2 separate regions of the Zea mays genome follow, and region 2 is linked to region 1. A link is a contact called in public Hi-C data. All regions are on one chromosome and are shown on one strand. Each heading gives the region's core, a stretch centred on a gene start, on an enhancer-like site or on the middle of the called end of the contact. The rest is flanking DNA. Distances are from core to core; before and after follow the strand shown.

Region 1 (4,321 bases), core at 741-3,240:
CTATTTGTTTAAAAAAACTTTATTTTAGATATATATTTGCCCCTAAAACAAAAGTCCTTTTAGAAGAAGGAAGGCTAGATGTAAAAAGGGAGAGCCAGGTCGGTTCATCTCGAAATTGACCCATCGTTTCGCAACCTCCGTCGATCCATTTTAACATGGGATGTGGCGTGGCTGGGACACCACCACATCAAGTGACCTAACCTAGCCCAATTGGATCCTAGGTCTAGGAGTGTAATCGAATCAGATATGGACTGATATTGCTTTTTCCATATTTGTTTTCGTATTTTCTCTTCGAATCAGATATGTATATTATCGACATCTTAAACATCCAACTTTGAGTATAAGAATACTAATATAAATTAGATACTGAATACTCGAAATCGAATACGGATCAAATCTCAACCATTTTAAATAGATCAAACTCGAATATTGATAAATAATATCAACATTCAGCACCAAACAATAGTTTTAACAAAATTTAACAATTTCATCAATCCAGTAGCATCAATCAATATATCATAGATGTAAATTGGAGATAGTGTATTGAATTCGAATGGCCCACATGTCAGATAACAGATATAAAGATATGATATATATATGCAAAATAATATCTATAGATATTTTATTATATCCATACTTGTACATATGGATAATAAATGTCAATATATCCATATCTAATATATAATTACTCACTATTATTTATTCATATCCTTACCCTGGAGTAGAGTTCTGTCTTGAAGCCTTGAAGATCCACCGGCGCGGAATCTCATCGATTGGCTAGACGCCTACGTGTGGCGTGGCCCACCCGACTCTGACAACGCGGCTTTGCATGGACCTCCCGACGACCATTTCAAAAGGGTTCAGAATTTGGCTGCTCATGCGTTCACACAACTCGCTTTTGATCGCGACAGAAGCGCCTTTCTTTTGCGGTTTAGGCCGTACCAGTACAACCGCATAAAATTGACCTGGCTGTGGACTATGGTCACTGCTCCGTACAAGGAGACTCCCTGCACGGGGACCCGTGCTGAGCTTGGGCAACAAGAGTGGCAGGGGGTGGACCCAACAAGTGTGCCCGCCGATCGAGGCAGCGGTGGACCGACCGACCGTGGTCGTCGACGACGCTGGCTTTCCATGCAATGCAAGCGCCCTCAGTGACGCACGGGAAAAGGCGCATGCGGCGGCGGGGATCCTTTGCGGACAGGAGATGACGATGAGCGAGCGGTGGACCCAGCCAGACGGGTACCTAGGTGGGGCCCGCACCTCAGCGGCCGCCGGCCGCAGCCCACCGGCACGGCACGGCGTCCGCATGTGATGGGAATGGGATGGGCGGATGGCCAGCCGGCAGCCACCGCAAGCGCGGCAGCGACGCGGTTTCCGTAGGGCCCCACTCCACCGTCCGGTCCTCTCCTTTCGCTTTCCTCTTCCGCACCCATCGCTACGCACACCCTGAACCCCTACTACTACGTAGAGGCCTCATCAGCTGCTTATGTTTTCTTTTTCGTGTTTCTTGTTTTTGAAAAAAATCATGTGCACCTACTCCTATACTCTGCTCCACTCGTCCTCATAAAACATAAAGGAAAGAACTATTCCAACATTCAAATTTGTCTTGAGTTATAAGAGATAAAGTGTAATCCTTTTTAAAACCGAGTTTAAAAAATGATTAGATCGGCATACATATATAACCAAAGTATCAAGTATGGTTATATCACGAATGTCTTCCTATGATCAAGAGGTAGTTAAATACATCATTTGTTTCGCGCCCTAGAATTTCTAAAGACACCTTGTGTTCCACAAACAACAAGGAGGCAAGACATTAGGGCCAATTTTAGCTCACCTGCGTCTCTCAAATGCTGCTATGCTAATGTTTCGAAAGATTCTACTGAAAATGATGGTGTAGACAGCCCGTGTGCTCCCACCATTTCGGCCTCGCAACGCTGGCTGCTCACAGTATAAATTCCCGCTGGCCGCCGTCGCCTCCCGCTACCCGCCTCACCTTTCCTCGCCTACGCCTACCCCCACCACCTGTCACCCCAATCCAATTCCAAGCTGCGAGCTGTCGAGCTGCTGCACCTCCCCTCTCTCGCTAGTCGCTTCCATTCCCTTCGTCACATGGCGGCAAACCGCTGCACCGGCCTCGACCCAATCTGGACCCACGCCGGCGCCAGCCACTGCTACTTCTCGTCGCCCCCCGGCTGCCTCACCTCCGCGGCCGCCTTCGAGAACTCGGCGCTCACCTCGGCGCTCCGCGCCTCCATTGCGCCTGCCCACGCCAGCTCCGCCGCGGCCCGGCCCTTCTCCCCGTCCACCCCGTCCTCCTCGACCTCGTCCGCCTCCGAGCTCCTGTCCAGCGGCCACGACGCAGCTCCCGCGCCGGTGTCCAGCAGGCCGGGCCAGCCGCCCGCCGCCCGGGCCGTGGCGGGAGGACCTAGAGGGGGCCGCGTCGCCAAGCGCAAGCCGCGCCCGTCGCGGCGCCCGCAGACCACATACATCACCGCCGACCCCGCCAACTTCCAGCGCATGGTGCAGGAGATCACCGGCCTCCCCGCCCCTGGGCCCTCCTCCTCCTCCTCCCCCGCTGCCGCCGTCGCCGCGCCCAGCTGGACGCCCGCCGCGCCCGCGTGCGTGCTCCCGACACTGGACACGTCCGCTTTCTTCCTGCTCGACCGCGCCGCCGCTGCGCCAGCGCCGGTGGACAGGAGCCCGGGCGCGCGCGCGTGGACCGCGACGCACACGCACGCCGCCGTGGCAGCTGGGGCCGACGGCTCGGACTCGGCGGCGCTGCTAGAGCTGGAGGCACTGGTGCGCGCCATTGAGGGCGAGTGTGGCTTCCCGGCCCTGGAGAGCTCGGGGCTCATCTGATGAGTTGGGATTGGAGCTTTTGTCCGTCCGAATGTCCGATGGCACATGATCGGACGGCGGATGTCGGTTGAGCCGATGCCTTTGAGATGTATACTAGCAAGAAGTATTAGGCTGCTGCCTGCTTTTAGTTGAGTACATCTCTTCTCCATGAGGATTACATGCATGGTTCCTTCTATTCTAGTCAGTTAAGGAGATGACAGTGTTAATTACTTATTCCGTAATGAAATCTGATGGCTTTCTTAACGTGAAGGCCTTTGCGTGTTCCCTATTTACCTTTTGAGACTTTCAGTTTTTTCAGCAATCAGGAGTTCATGACTCAGGAGTAGAGATGGCAATGGGTACCCGAAACCCGAAACCCGGTGGGTTTTTACCCTATTAGGGGACGGATACGGGCTAATATCCAAACCCACGGGTTTCTTAATGGGTGATAAGCTAAACCCAGCGGGTACGCGGGTACGGGTATGGGATCCTAGTACCCATACCCGCAAACCCATGGGTTTCTAAAACCCGGCATAATATTATTAAACAAACAAAAAGTTCATTTTATGGCCTAGTAAACATGGTTGGCAGCCCAGCCCATTAGCTATCTATGAAATCTAGAGCCTCAGTGCAGGAACGATTGGCTAGCATCCGAATGAGCCCAGCCTAGTAAACATGGTTGGCAGCCCAGCCCATTAGCTTTCTTGTCGGGCACGGGTAGCCCGCGGGTACCCGGTACCCGGGTGGGCACGGGTACGGGCAAAAACTTGTACCCGGCTGCGGGCATGGGTTTCTTAGCGGGTATATTTTAATTTCACGGGTACGGGTTTGGGAACATAGTACCCAGCGGGTACGCGCCCGTTGCCCTCTCTACTCAGGAGGGGATCAGGGGAGTTGCACGTAACAGCCCCATGGTTCTGGTTTCGTTAAACGGCAGCCAAAAATGGCAGCCATCAGGCCATGCAAATATGCATGTAGTGCTGGGAATCTGGGCTGGGCTTTTCGGGCCAGCACGAGCATGGCCCGAAGGCGGGCCTGGGCCGGACCTCAAATTCCGACCCGTCGGGCCCCGGCATGTCCCGCATAAATGGACTGGGCTTGGGCCGACACGGCCCAATTAAGCCCAACCTGTTTAATTTCTTTAATTTAGTAAGATATCGACGTTATATTGTTGTTATATTTCGAGTTTATGTGGTTAAATGTTGCTAGAATTATTTAATATCTTTAATTTAGTAAGCTATGAACTTTATATGGTTGTAATATTTTAATTTTATGTGATCAAATATACGGGCCGGGCTTGGGCCGACACGGCCCAACGAAGACACGACGTGGTTTAGGGCCGGACTGGGCCACTGTTTTTACACTTCGGGCTGACACGGCACGACCAAAAATTGTTTGGCCTTTCCTGGCCCGAATCCGTTTGGCATGAAGCACGATGGACTTGGGACGGGCTGGCCCGGCCCGGCCCAATTCCCAGCACTAT
Region 2 (4,321 bases), core at 828-3,327, 400 kb before region 1:
TTTTCCAATCGCAAGAATGGTGGAGTTCCATTGCTGTGCAAAGCTGATCAAGGGCATCTTCGTTTGCTTACTCAGTTGGCTACAGTACATGTAAATGGTATGTGACCAATGCCCTCAGCCCCCCCCCCCCCTTCTCTTTAATGGTGCTTGATACTCAAGAAAAGAACAACAATCATCTGCTCCAAATGGTTCAATACTTTACATACCCCCCCCCCCCCCAATGGAATTTTATAAATAGTCTATCTAAAACTGATGTTATCTCAGTTAGAGAAGCACAGCATGTAAACTATCAGCTTCCCCTAATCCCATGGCATATAGGCTACACGGAAACAGTTTACCTGATTAACTCAAATTAAACTTACAAGACAAGAGGCTGTTGGTCTTATTTTTCTGGATGAAGGAGAATAATCAGATACTCAGTGCAGCAAAGCGAAAAGATGAACAACAACAGATTGCGCCACAAGTCTGTTATAATATAATATAAGTGAATTGTCCACATTCTACTATCATCTTAATCTTTTAGGTTGTACTATTTGGTGTATACCACTTAATATGGTATTAAAGACAGAGGTCTCGAGTTCGAATCATGTCTATCACAATTAAATAAAATAATTGTTGATCGCTCCTATATTCCACGTCAGAGACCAAAAGAAGCTCGACGAGGAGGGAAAGTGTTAGAATATAATATACGAGCTGATTTGGTGGACAGAGATCACGAGAAGATTAATGAGGAATTCCTCCACCATGGATCCCTTCGTAATCCATATCTACCAAATCAGCCCTAAGTGAATTGTCTACCTCCTGTTATTAGCTTAAGCTTTTAAATTTGACTGATTGGTGCATGCAACTTAATACAGTCGACTAAGCAGGGCTGCCTGTCAATGTCTGATCGCGGTGACCGAAAACGATGTGTTTGGGACGCAAGGTTCTTGTGACTGAGAAAAGCCATCGAGAACAAGGAGGCATTGTGGAGCTGCTTTTTTTTTCCCACCCTCATCCTCATGTGCCGGTTACTGATTAGTGTAGCTCACATCTCCAGTACGGTTCTGCTTTGCCGCTTTGCCCGCACCGTTTCATCATCAGCGGTATCATCTGACTGTCTGATGCATCGACGCGTTCACTTTTCTGTGATCCAGCCTGGTGAGGAAAGAAGCAATCATCGCCATCGATCCCGATATACTGATAGATAATTTGAAGTGACTGTTTTTTTTGGCAGGGGTAAATGAGCTCCCTTTGCTGTGGAAGGTGGGAGCCTGTTCAGCTACTAGCAGAAAGTGAGTGAGGCTCACTCACTCACTAAAGCCAAGGCTATCCGATACGTTACCTCAGAAACGACTTGCCTGGCGCTTGGCTACCAGACACCGACACTATCAAGCTAGCTGCAAGTTAAAAAAAACACACACATGTGCTTAAAGGCTGGAACGTTCGGCAGTTGACACGGCATAGGTCTCTGTCTTTTATGATCGATCCATCACTTTCCTTGCAATTTTTGTATCATGAATCTGTCCTACACATCATCAGCAACAAACCTGTACTAGACATTTATTAATGCACTATCCGCTAGGCAATACAGTTGCTGGTTCCAAATGTTAACTTCTGATTGAACACACAGTAAGCTTTTAAGGAATTAGAGAGGAAAAAGAAAAGATTTCCTTTTTGTTTGTTGTGGCTAGTAAAGCAAACCCACTGAATCAGTGAGCTCAGTGCAGGAGGAGAGTGAAAGCAGCTTCACTTCCACCGGTGAAGAAGCGTCGGACCGCACCGCGCACATATTCCCTCCGTGGGGGCCAAGCAATCTCTCCAGCAGAACGATCTCCGCGACACTGATCTGGACCTGGTTTGGGTTTCACAGGGACACGCGGGCGATCATGCCGCGACGGGGACGACAGCGAATCCCCACGGGAGAAGCTTCCATCCACCATGATTGATCGCATCGAAAGCGATGCGATGCGCCCCTGCTCCAAAGAGGCCAGTCAGAGCCCAGGTGAATCCGATTCTGTCAAAAGCGAGGCTCGGCTCCAGCTACAAATTGCGCCCATGCTGCCGGTACCAGTCCCTACCACCAGTGTCCCGTCCCCGGTTTGACTGCCGAGCTGATTCGTGTGGGCGTCAATGGTGAACACCGGGCGCTTCGTCGTCCTCGTCCTCGCCTACCGCCTCCTGGTACCCCTCCTCTCAGGCTCAGCTGAACCGGACCACACCACCAAAGAGGTAGTGCTACTGTTTGGATGGCTGCACTGCACTTGATTGATTGGCAGCTTAGGATTGTGGTTGTGGGTGGTGATTGCTCCACCGCGGACCTTACTGAATTATGCTTTTTGATCGACGGTGTTGGCAATCCAGTCGTATGTCGTATACATGGGGAGCCCGTCGGGCGGCGGCGACCCGGAGGCGGTGCAGGCGGCTCACCTGCAGATGCTGTCGTCCATCGTCCCGAGCGACGAGCAGGGGAGGGTGGCGCTGACGCATAGCTACCACCACGCGTTCGAGGGCTTCGCCGCCGCGCTCACCGACAAGGAGGCCGCCGCGCTCTCCGGTGAGGCTACGGACTCCCGATCGACCGATTGCCAGTGATCGTGCGAAGGCCAGCAACGATGGCGACCTGACCTGTTAGTTACTTGTCGCGTTCTTTGCAGGGCACGAGAGGGTGGTGTCCGTGTTCAAGGACCGAGCCCTGCAGCTGCACACGACGCGGTCGTGGGACTTCCTGGAGGTGCAGTCCGGGCTCCAGTCCGGCCGCCTCGGCCGACGGGCGTCGGGGGACGTCATCATGGGCATCGTCGACACGGGCGTCTGGCCGGAGTCGCCGAGCTTCAACGACGCCGGGATGCGGGACGTGCCGGCGCGGTGGCGCGGCGTGTGCATGGAAGGACCCGACTTCAAGAAGAGCAACTGCAACAAGTACCAATGCTGGCTGGCATTTTGTATCTGCTCAAGAAAATTTCTGAACAAGTGACACATTCCCTGAAATGCGTGTCTGCCATGTGCCTGTCGCAGGAAGCTCATAGGCGCCCGGTTCTACGGCGTCCAGCCCGAGTCGTCGGCATCGAACGCCTCCAGCAGCGCCGTGGCGACGCCGGCCGCAACCGGATCGCCGCGGGACACCGTGGGCCACGGCACGCACACCGCGTCCACGGCGGCCGGCGCGGTCGTGTCGGACGCCGACTACTACGGGCTCGCCCGGGGCGCGGCCAAGGGCGGGGCGCCGTCGAGCCGGGTGGCCGTGTACCGCGCGTGCTCGCTGGGCGGGTGCTCCGCGTCGGCCGTGCTCAAGGCCATCGACGACGCGGTGGGCGACGGCGTGGACGTCATCTCCATCTCCATCGGTATGAGCTCCGTGTTCCAGTCAGACTTCCTCACCGACCCCATCGCGCTGGGCGCGCTCCACGCGCACCAGCGCGGCGTGCTGGTGGTCTGCTCCGGCGGCAACGACGGGCCCAACCCCTACACCGTCGTCAACTCCGCGCCGTGGATCCTCACCGTCGCCGCCTCATCCATCGACCGCTCCTTCCAGTCCACCATCGCTCTCGGCAACGGCGACGTCGTGAAGGTTAGGCATGCACATACCATGGCACCGACTCCAAGCTGTTCCTTCCACCACCACCGCGTCGATCGCCATGCTTACAGCAGCTCTTGGTCGTTCGTTGCGTGTGTCAGGGAGTGGCAATAAACTTCTCCAACCACAGCCTCAGCGGCGAGCAGTACCCTCTGGTGTTCGGGGCCCAGGTGGCCGCCCACTACGCGCCGGTCGCCGAGGCGAGGTACGAGTGCCATACGCCCATACCGCAGCTGAACGCGCCTCATTTTCTCAGGGCGTAGAACTGATCAATGTTGGAGAACGTTGCAGCAACTGCTACCCTGGATCATTGGACGCGCAGAAGGTGGCCGGGAAGATCGTGGTGTGCGTAAGCACGGACCCGATGGTGTCGCGGCGGGTGAAGAAGCTGGTCGCCGAGGGGTCGGGCGCCAGGGGACTGGTGCTCATCGACGACGCCGAGAAGGACGTGCCCTTCGTCACCGGCGGCTTCGCGCTTTCCCAAGTCGGCACCGACGCCGGCGCGCAGATCCTTGAGTACATCAACTCCACAAAGTGAGCCAGCCAGCCCAGCCGTGCCCGTGAGGAGAGGGGGACGGAGACCTTCCGTTTTTACACCGGCACCGAGGGAGGAGTCTGTCTCACCGTTGATCTCGTGCTGGTTCAGGAATCCGACCGCCGTAATCCTCCAGACCGAAGACGTCGGCGACTTCAAGCCGGCGCCGGTGGTGGCGTCCTTCTCGGCGCGTGGCCCCGGCCTCACCGAGTCCATCCTCAAGGTAGTTT

The links. A called contact is a pair of places that touch in the nucleus more often than the background predicts.
Region 2: a contact with region 1 is called in a Hi-C map of endosperm, with 2.8 times the contacts expected there. The contact joins the promoter of LOC100279461 here to the promoter of LOC100280416 in region 1. A contact is called at or near these places in 3 of 25 Hi-C or Micro-C datasets (bundle sheath, endosperm and root tip).

Annotation. Positions count from the first base shown.
Region 1 is chr3:45,014,875-45,019,195 of Zm-B73-REFERENCE-NAM-5.0, reverse strand. LOC100280416 reads left to right here and starts at 1,990. Exons shown (of 1, transcript NM_001153339.2): 1 at 1,990-3,126. The coding sequence starts at 2,110. The coding sequence ends at 2,859.
Region 2 is chr3:45,414,225-45,418,545 of Zm-B73-REFERENCE-NAM-5.0, reverse strand. LOC100279461 reads left to right here and starts at 2,077. Exons shown (of 9, transcript NM_001367371.1): 1 at 2,077-2,211; 2 at 2,344-2,536; 3 at 2,637-2,901; 4 at 2,998-3,550; 5 at 3,658-3,761; 6 at 3,848-4,090; 7 at 4,203-4,314. The coding sequence starts at 2,113.